2 separate regions of the Pan troglodytes genome follow, and region 2 is linked to region 1. A link is a contact called in public Hi-C data. All regions are on one chromosome and are shown on one strand. Each heading gives the region's core, a stretch centred on a gene start, on an enhancer-like site or on the middle of the called end of the contact. The rest is flanking DNA. Distances are from core to core; before and after follow the strand shown.

Region 1 (4,138 bases), core at 455-2,954:
CAAACTCAGATCTAAGTTGAAAACAGGCATTCTTTACCTATTGCCAAAGAGTCTAGATTTCCAGGGGCCAGTCATTTTAGGCTTCTATCCCAGGCATGAGTCTAGACTAAGTTACTTTGGTTTCTGCCCAAATCTTCCAGAAGTAAAGGAAGGCAAGTTCAGCTTTTACGCCCAGGAAACAATAATAAGAATAGCAACAAAAGCAGGAAACGCTGCTAATAGGAATATAGTATTTGCTATCTGTTCTTATAAGCACTTCACAAATGGTAGTTCACTTAACCCTCACAACCCTATGAAACAGGTCCTATTCTTAATTCCATTTCACTGATGAGAAAACTGCCCAAGGTCAGTGAATTAAGGCACAGCAGGGCCAAGTGGTCTGGCTTCAGAGCTCATGCTTATAAGCATTACACAATTCGGCCTCTCTGACAGTCAGTATTAGTTTAAAATTATAATGAAATAAAACTTTTTAAAGTTTATCTTTTTTCTCTAATGATAAAAAATGGACTGCATGGAGAGAGATGAATGAGCAGAATCTACATTTCATGACTGCCAGTGTCATGCAGGATCTAAGATAGGAAAGTTCAGCCCTCTCTATAAAGGACAGACTGGAAGGAGGATTTGTATGAATAATTTCTGTGTTTGAGCCTGAAAGAAATGTACTATAACTAAGCCTATCTGTCAGATGGGCTATCAAAGCATCCAAGTGTGAAAGGTCCTGAGTTCCTGTCCTCTTAGAGATTGCTGGCAACCTTCCCCTTCCGAGGAGTGGTTTCCCCTGCTGAGGTATAATTTTTGAGTCAATTGTGTCAGGTAGGTGAGAAGAAATAAAGCATTGCTGCGGCCAGAGATTTGAAGAGCTGCAAACCACCACTTTGGAGGGGTAGGATTAGGAAAGAAAATGCAGCCTCATAGGTCTTGGACAGCTGCATTCATTCAACATGGGGTATTTACACATTATCAGCCACCAACAAAAACCTAAAACACTGCAGTACCGCTGCCATGAAACTTGTAGAAGAAATCCACTGACTGAGATTCCTTTATTCTGCTTGCAGATGCTTTTATCACTCTCGGATTTCCTCTTCCTGAGGGAAGAACATGGTGTAGCACATGAAATACGTTTGACAATTGCTTTTGCACATAACAATGATAAAAGAAACCAAAGCATCTAGCTACACTACTGAACAGTGTCTTGTTCTACTACTAAAAAAGAAAAGAAGAGGAGAAAAAGAAGGAGGGGGAGGAACAACAAGAAAATATACAGTAGTAATCGTAGTAACACAGCAGTAGCAATCAAAAGAAGAATCAAAAAATTCTATTTTGCTCTACAGGGTAGAGCACCCATAAGCAAATCATGGTTTTCCTTCTGTTTCCTATGGATATCCTGGTGCGAATCACTGCTTTGGCACCACCTGTGGAAAACGCATGGGGCATTTGAGTCACATTGCTAATCAGAGTTATAGCGACACAAAGGAAACTGGAGTTGATTTTAGTCTATTCATTTCCCATGAAACTCCTAGTAAATTACATTGTGGATAAGCAATGCAATATTACCACAGGTAGGAAACCACTTACAGGGTGTGATTTAAGGATGCCTGAAAAGCCTCCCTCCTTGCCAATAACTCCTGTCCTAGTCTAGCTTCGTGCTTGACACTACGCTCTGCATTAAGTTCTATGGAGTTCCAGGGATTTCTTAGTCTGTTATGAAAGTCACTGAAGATGGAAGGAAGATGCGGAGAAAACTCAGGAAGCCTCATGCATTCAATGAAATGCAATGCCTCCTCCTTTGTTTTACAAATCAGGATTCTGAGTCAAAACATCTTTTGCACAAGGGATCTGGGCTAGAAGAATTTGAGAACTGGTGCATTAAGATATGCTATCTCTCAGCCTTCTGGAACGTCATGTAAATGCACTAACATCATTCATATGGAAAAACTGAAGTGCAACGTTCCGCAGATGATAATATATGGAGTCGAGTGCTGTAAGTTCTAAAACTGATTTTAACTGAACTATATTGATTTTTAAAAGATCCTCTTAAAATATATTATGAACTTATGTGCCTTTTGAGGCAGAATATATAAACCATATTCTAAATTTTTCTTCATAAAGACTACAACATGATGCACTGTACAAAGAACAGTCATTTTTCTCTTTCCTGTCCTTCTGTTTGGGTAGAGCTCCTTTTGAGTCAGTGTTGCTGTCTTTTGTTGCTCTCAATTTCCTAAATGGCAGCTTCTCAACAGCTTTTAATTTGAGAAATCAGATAATTACAGTTTACAATCATATGTAAAATTAAGTAAATAAATTCTGAATAAAGGTCCCAGGTCTTTTGCCATAGTAGAAAAGTAAATAGATTTTTAGTTCCTTAATTGAGGGAAACTGTTTTAGCAAATCTGAAATTTTAATCACTGACTTCACGGCGTATGACTACATTTCAACTGGTTAAAGTTATTTGAAGTAGTTGGATAATAAGCTTCCGGACAGAAATTGCCCAAAACACATAGAATTTTGTGCTTAGTTAGGTTGCAATTTTTCATTTTTAAGTTCCCAGCTATATACAAAGGTAAGATGCAGGAATCTGGACATTCTAAATACTACAAATATTCACTTTTTCCCAAATAACTTATATGAGCCAGTGCTTACTTCTCTATGAAAGGTGATAAATTAAACCAAGAAAAGTCACTTAAAAGCATTCAGTAGGGGCCGGGAGCAGTGGCTCATGCCTGTAATCCCAGCACTCTGGGAGGCTGAGGCGGGCGGATCACAAGGTCAGGAGATCGAGACCATCCTGACTAACACAGTGAAAGCTCGTCTCTACTAAAAATACAAAAAAATTAGCCAGGCATGGTGGCGGGCACCTGTAGTCCCAGCTACTCAGGAGGCTGAGGCAGGAGAACGGCGTGAACCTGGGAGGCAGAGCTTGCAGTGAGCCGAGATCACGCCACTGCACTCCAGCCTGGGCGACAGAGCGAGACTCCATCTCAAAAAAGAAGCATTCAGTAGGTTACCTCTTATTCCTTACATTGGGACATAGTTGTTATAGAACCTAGCACAAAAACACAATTTAAACAAATATTGCCTAGAACATGAAACATGTTTAAAAATTAAAATTATTTAAAAAACAATAATTTGCTCTCATCAATGAATGTAAAGGCCAGTTGAGCTTACTGCCTTAAATATCAAACAGCATCTAAGCACCCTTACTAAGGGTTTCCTGATTTTGCTGGTGTTGGTATTCAAAAGAAACTTATTTGTAGGTGTGTGGTACGGGGTGGGCAGAGGGGGGAACATATCCATTTAAACTAAGACAATATGGAATACAGTATAGATCACAGTCCATTATATTACACTGTTCTAATAAAAACATGACCAACATTTACTTTAATAACAACACAATAATATATATGCTAGGTTTTAGGATGGTGGGCATGATCTCACCAGCAGCCATACAGTGGTTATAAGAGAAAACACATCCTACATATTTCCCATGCTGCAGGCACTGCTGGCATTGAAAGCAGTGACAGCTCTCCACCAATCTTCAGCTCATAGCAGGCAAGGGAGAAAAACTGTCACAGCTTTAGACCACTGGAGCAGGGAATGGGGATTGAGGAGGACAGAGGCATCAGTGGCAGGCAGTGGTAGAGAGTATACAATTGTCCCTAATAAAGAGATTAATATTGAATCCTATCCCACCCAACTACCTCCCTTGCCTAAGTCCCTGATCTATATGTACCAAGAAAGCTATTTTTTTTCTTCCTTTGAGCAAGATATGTGATTTCTGCTAAGTAACAATGAATATCTGGTGGGAGTTGAGAGAGTTTGATAGAGAAAAAGAGGAAAGGAAGGAAGGGAAAGATGATGAAAAATAAAGATGAAAAAGAGGGAAGGGGAAAAGACGGGAAAGGGTAGGAGAGAAGGGAGAGGAGAGGGGAGGAAAGGAGAAGAGGGGTGGGTCCTTCAGGGCCTGGGGTTACCTACTTTCACAGGCCTATGATCTATAAAAGGATTGGGGCCTTTTTGCTGCCCAAGGTAAGTAAAATTAAATATCTGTCATTCCCAATTGTCAGAGGTTTGACACCCAGGAAGCAGGTACAACAAGGCTGGCTGTCCCCTTCTGAATAAGGCACACGGCAAACTT
Region 2 (3,848 bases), core at 602-3,101, 240 kb after region 1:
CTCACTGCAGCCTCCGCCTCCTAGGTTCAAGCGATTCTCCTGCCTCAGCCTCTCAAGTAGCTGGGATTACAGGCGTCTGCCACTACCCAGATAATTTGTGTATTTTTAGTAGAGATGGGGTTTCACCATGTTGGTCAGGTGATCTCTGACTAACAGGTGACCCACCCGCCTCGGCCTCCCAAAGTGCTAGGATTATAGTCATGAGCCACTGCGCCTGATCAAGGTAGATTATTTTTAATGGTGAGTCAAAGATCCTGTAGAAATGTATAAGAATATGTCCAGTGTTTTGTTATGTGGAAATAGTTCTTAACAAAGAAGTATGTACAATATAAATACATACACATAAGATATTCCAAAACATAAAGATACCTCTGAGTGAAAGGATTCTTTTTTTTTCCTAAATTATTTTTACAAGGAGCACATATTATGTATGCATCTTCCTTAAGTCGAAACATATGATAAACAAGTAAAACTATATCAAACTAAAAAGCTTCTGCACAACAACAACAAAAATTAACAAAATGAAAAGGCAGCCCACAGATTGGGAGAAAATGTTTGCAAACCATATAAACCATCATGAGGGGTTAATATTAAAAATATATGAGGAACTCATACAACTCAATATCAAAAAAAACCAATTTTAAAAAATGGGCAAAGAATCTGAATAGACATGTCTCTAAAGAAAACATAAAAATGGTCAACTGGTATATGAATAGGTGCTCACTGACACTAGTCATCAGAGAAACGTAAATCAAAACCCTACATGATATCACTTCACATCTGTTAGTACTATCATTATAAAAAAGACAAGGCGTGAAAAGTGTTGGCAAGGGTGTGGAGAAAAGGGAACCCTTCCACACTGTTAATGGGAATGTAAATTAGTAAAACCATTATGAAAAACAGTGTAGAGGTTCCTCAAAATATTAAAAATAGAACTAGCATATAACCCAGCAATCCCTCTGCTGGTATATACCCAAAGACAATGAAATCAGCATCTCATGGTTACTTGTGTACCCATGTTCATTAACAATGAAGAGTCTTGCTTTAGAAAAATATTCTGCTAATAACTGGAGGAGAAATGATAGAATTCTATAAGGCTACTTTCAAACCCCTAATGTATTGATCTCTCTAGCCAATAAGTATACATTGTGGAGAACCAAATAACCAATTTTTATGTTCCTTCTGATGGAGGCATGTAGTGGAACCTATGAAGAATTCTTACCAAAAACCAAAACCAAACAAAGTAGAGTCTGTAGTGGACGAAGGACTGTGCTAACGGACACCACAAGGACATTACAGGTAAACTAAGACCAGGGAAGACTCTACAGGACAACTGACTCGGCCTTTACTAAATAACAGCAAAGACATGCAAGAGAACTTACAGACAAAAAGATATGTAATGGACATATCAAACAGTTTGAACACATGGACCTTATTTGGATATCTGATTCAAACAAGCAAACAAAAATAAAAATGTGGAAGGAGGGAGGGAGGGAGGGAGGGACAAAGGAAAGAAGGAAAGGAAGGAAGGAAGGAAGGAAGGAGGGAAGGAGGGAGGGAGGGAGAAAGGAAGGAGAAGGGGAAAGGAAGGAAGGGAAGGAAGAAAGGAAGAAAAAAGAAAAAAAGAAAGAAAGAGAAAGAGAGAAAGAAAGAAAAGGAAGGAAGAAAAAGGAAAGAGAAGGAAGGAAGGAAGGAAGGAAGGAAGGAAGGAAGGAAGGAAGGAAGGAAGGAAGGAAGGAAGGAAGGAAGGAAGGAACAAGCAGCACAGTCCACCTGCAGAGGAGAGGAGAGACTTCCCAGGCAAGGTAGGGGGTCGGTCCTTCTCCCTCACACACCCGGACATCGCCCCAGCACATCCCTGCTGTGCCTCTGCTGCCCCCATGTGGCCCAGGGAAGGCCTGACACGGAGCCTGTAGAGGACGAAACCTGAACACAAACTCCAAGGAGGTCTTTGCTCTTCCCTTTTTCGCCAATTCTTGGCCAGGATTTGTCCCACCCACCCATGAACATGGGGCTGCTGCGGAAGCAAGTGCCAGGATGGGTGCCGGGAACGCCTATCGGCTGAGGATGCTAAAAACATGCATACATATGCTGGCTCGGGGAGCAGGATCCAGAGAACCAGAGCCGCCTCAGGCAATCCCCCCAGGGGAGAGGAAGTGGAGATAAAAAGAGAGGAAGCCCCAGGAGACTAACGACCAAAGGCAAGCAGTGAAACCAGCTCCCTTGCCTCATGAGATCAAGGTAATGCCACACTAAGTTGGTGGCACTTCCTCCCTTTGGGCAGTCTGTCTTACAGAGCACTTGGGGTGAACTGCCCCTGACTGCTATCTGAGCACACATTCCCAGAAATGCAGAGAAAATTTCAGGGGGATCCCACTGGCGGTAGTTTTAGCTTATGTCTATATTAGCTGGCTTTTTGAGCAACAAACCATGAAGAATCAGGAAACGGGAATTAAATTCATTTGTTATTATCAAATAACATGCAAAGAGATTTAAACTGATCCCTTAATATTTGCACAATTGTTATTGGGCATTAACACTGACCCTTAATCTGATTAAATTTTTGTTTACACAGTAAGTCCATTTTTCTCCGCTTAATTTGTTGGATCTCTAACACTCAGGGTGACAGGAGTCTCTAAGAAATAATTGTCACAGCACAGGTATGTATCATGTGTGCACATGAACACATACATTCTGGATGAAACTCCCCAAAAGCCAGTTTCTTAACCCTGCACTTTCACCCCTTTCTCTTGCATATGAGCCAGCATAAACCTCCATATACTCCTCCCATATCCAGGCTCCAGAGCCAGACTGCCTGGGTTCAAATGCAGCTTTAGCAGTTACTGTGTGACCTTGGACAAATCACCTAAACTTTCCGAGTTTCAGTTACTTCCTCTATATAGTGAGGATGACAATAATGGCACCTCATAGGGCTAAATGAGTTCATAGCTGTAAAGTGCTTAAAATAGCACTTGGCACAGCAAGTGCTAGAGGAATTTATCAACTTGGTACCATTACAATTTTTGTAAAATGGGTTTGAAATGCAATTAATAAACTAGCTAATTTTTAAAAACTAATTTAAAAAACAATGATTTTCAGCCGGGAGCAGTGGCTCAGACCTGTAATTCCAGCATTTTGGGAGGCCAAGGTGGGGGCGGATCATGAGGTCAGGAGATTGAGACCATCCTGGCCAACATGGTGAAACCCCATCTCTACTAAAAAAAAAAAAATACAAAAATTAGCCGGACGTGGTGGCGCGTGCCTGTAGTCCCAGCTGCTCAGGAGGCTGAGGCAGGAGAATCACTTGAACCCGGGAGGCAGAGCTTGCAGTGAGCCGATATCATGCCACTGCATTCCAGCCTGAGCGACAGAGCAAGACTCTGTCTCAAAAAAAAGAAAAAAAAAATACCAATGATTTTCTCTGTTTTTAAACTAATAAGTATCATTTGCTACTAAAATTAGATTATAATGAAGTGGCCAGTGCCTCCTTGTTCACCTCTAAATTTTGATGTCATTTTCAGGAGAATCAGGCTTGTTGATCTTATGCTCCTCCAAGCCTCTTTTTTAACCCCCTAGTCATAGTACTTGTCATGATCAGCTTCTTCTTCAATCCTGTATCATTTAGGAAAAGTAAAGAATATGCATGTATGTGTACATGTATGTGCATATGAGAGTGTGTACATATGTGTATTGTGGATGTGAACATGAGAGCATGTGTGCATATGTGTTTGTATGTGTGCAAGAGTAGCAGGTGTGCATGCGTGTGTGTGTAGCAGGAGCGGGTGGGTGGAGTTTGGCCATGCTGAGCATCTCAGCACAACTGCACTTTCACTGTGACCTCCTCCACT

What was found. Hi-C and Micro-C count contacts between places; a contact is called where the count stands out from the background.
Region 2: a contact with region 1 is called in a Hi-C map of induced pluripotent stem cells, with 4 times the contacts expected there. The contact joins two enhancer-like sites. A contact is called at or near these places in 5 of 7 Hi-C or Micro-C datasets (blood, induced pluripotent stem cells, a lymphoblastoid cell line and 1 more).

The regions. Positions count from the first base shown.
Region 1 is chr6:153,021,812-153,025,949 of NHGRI_mPanTro3-v2.0_pri, forward strand. The region is part of intron 3 of DGKI (diacylglycerol kinase iota); the gene reads right to left. Among named protein-coding and RNA genes, the nearest start is that of DGKI, 190 kb to the right of the region's middle. Within about 2 kb of position 1,705, at least 2 of the 24 cell types and tissues checked have an H3K27ac peak or open chromatin away from gene starts, as enhancers often do. A contact at or near this core is called in induced pluripotent stem cells, where this site is marked.
Region 2 is chr6:153,261,845-153,265,692 of NHGRI_mPanTro3-v2.0_pri, forward strand. All of the region lies in intron 8 of CREB3L2 (cAMP responsive element binding protein 3 like 2), which reads right to left. Among named protein-coding and RNA genes, the nearest start is that of DGKI, 49 kb to the left of the region's middle. Within about 2 kb of position 1,852, at least 6 of the 24 cell types and tissues checked have an H3K27ac peak or open chromatin away from gene starts, as enhancers often do. A contact at or near this core is called in induced pluripotent stem cells, where this site is marked.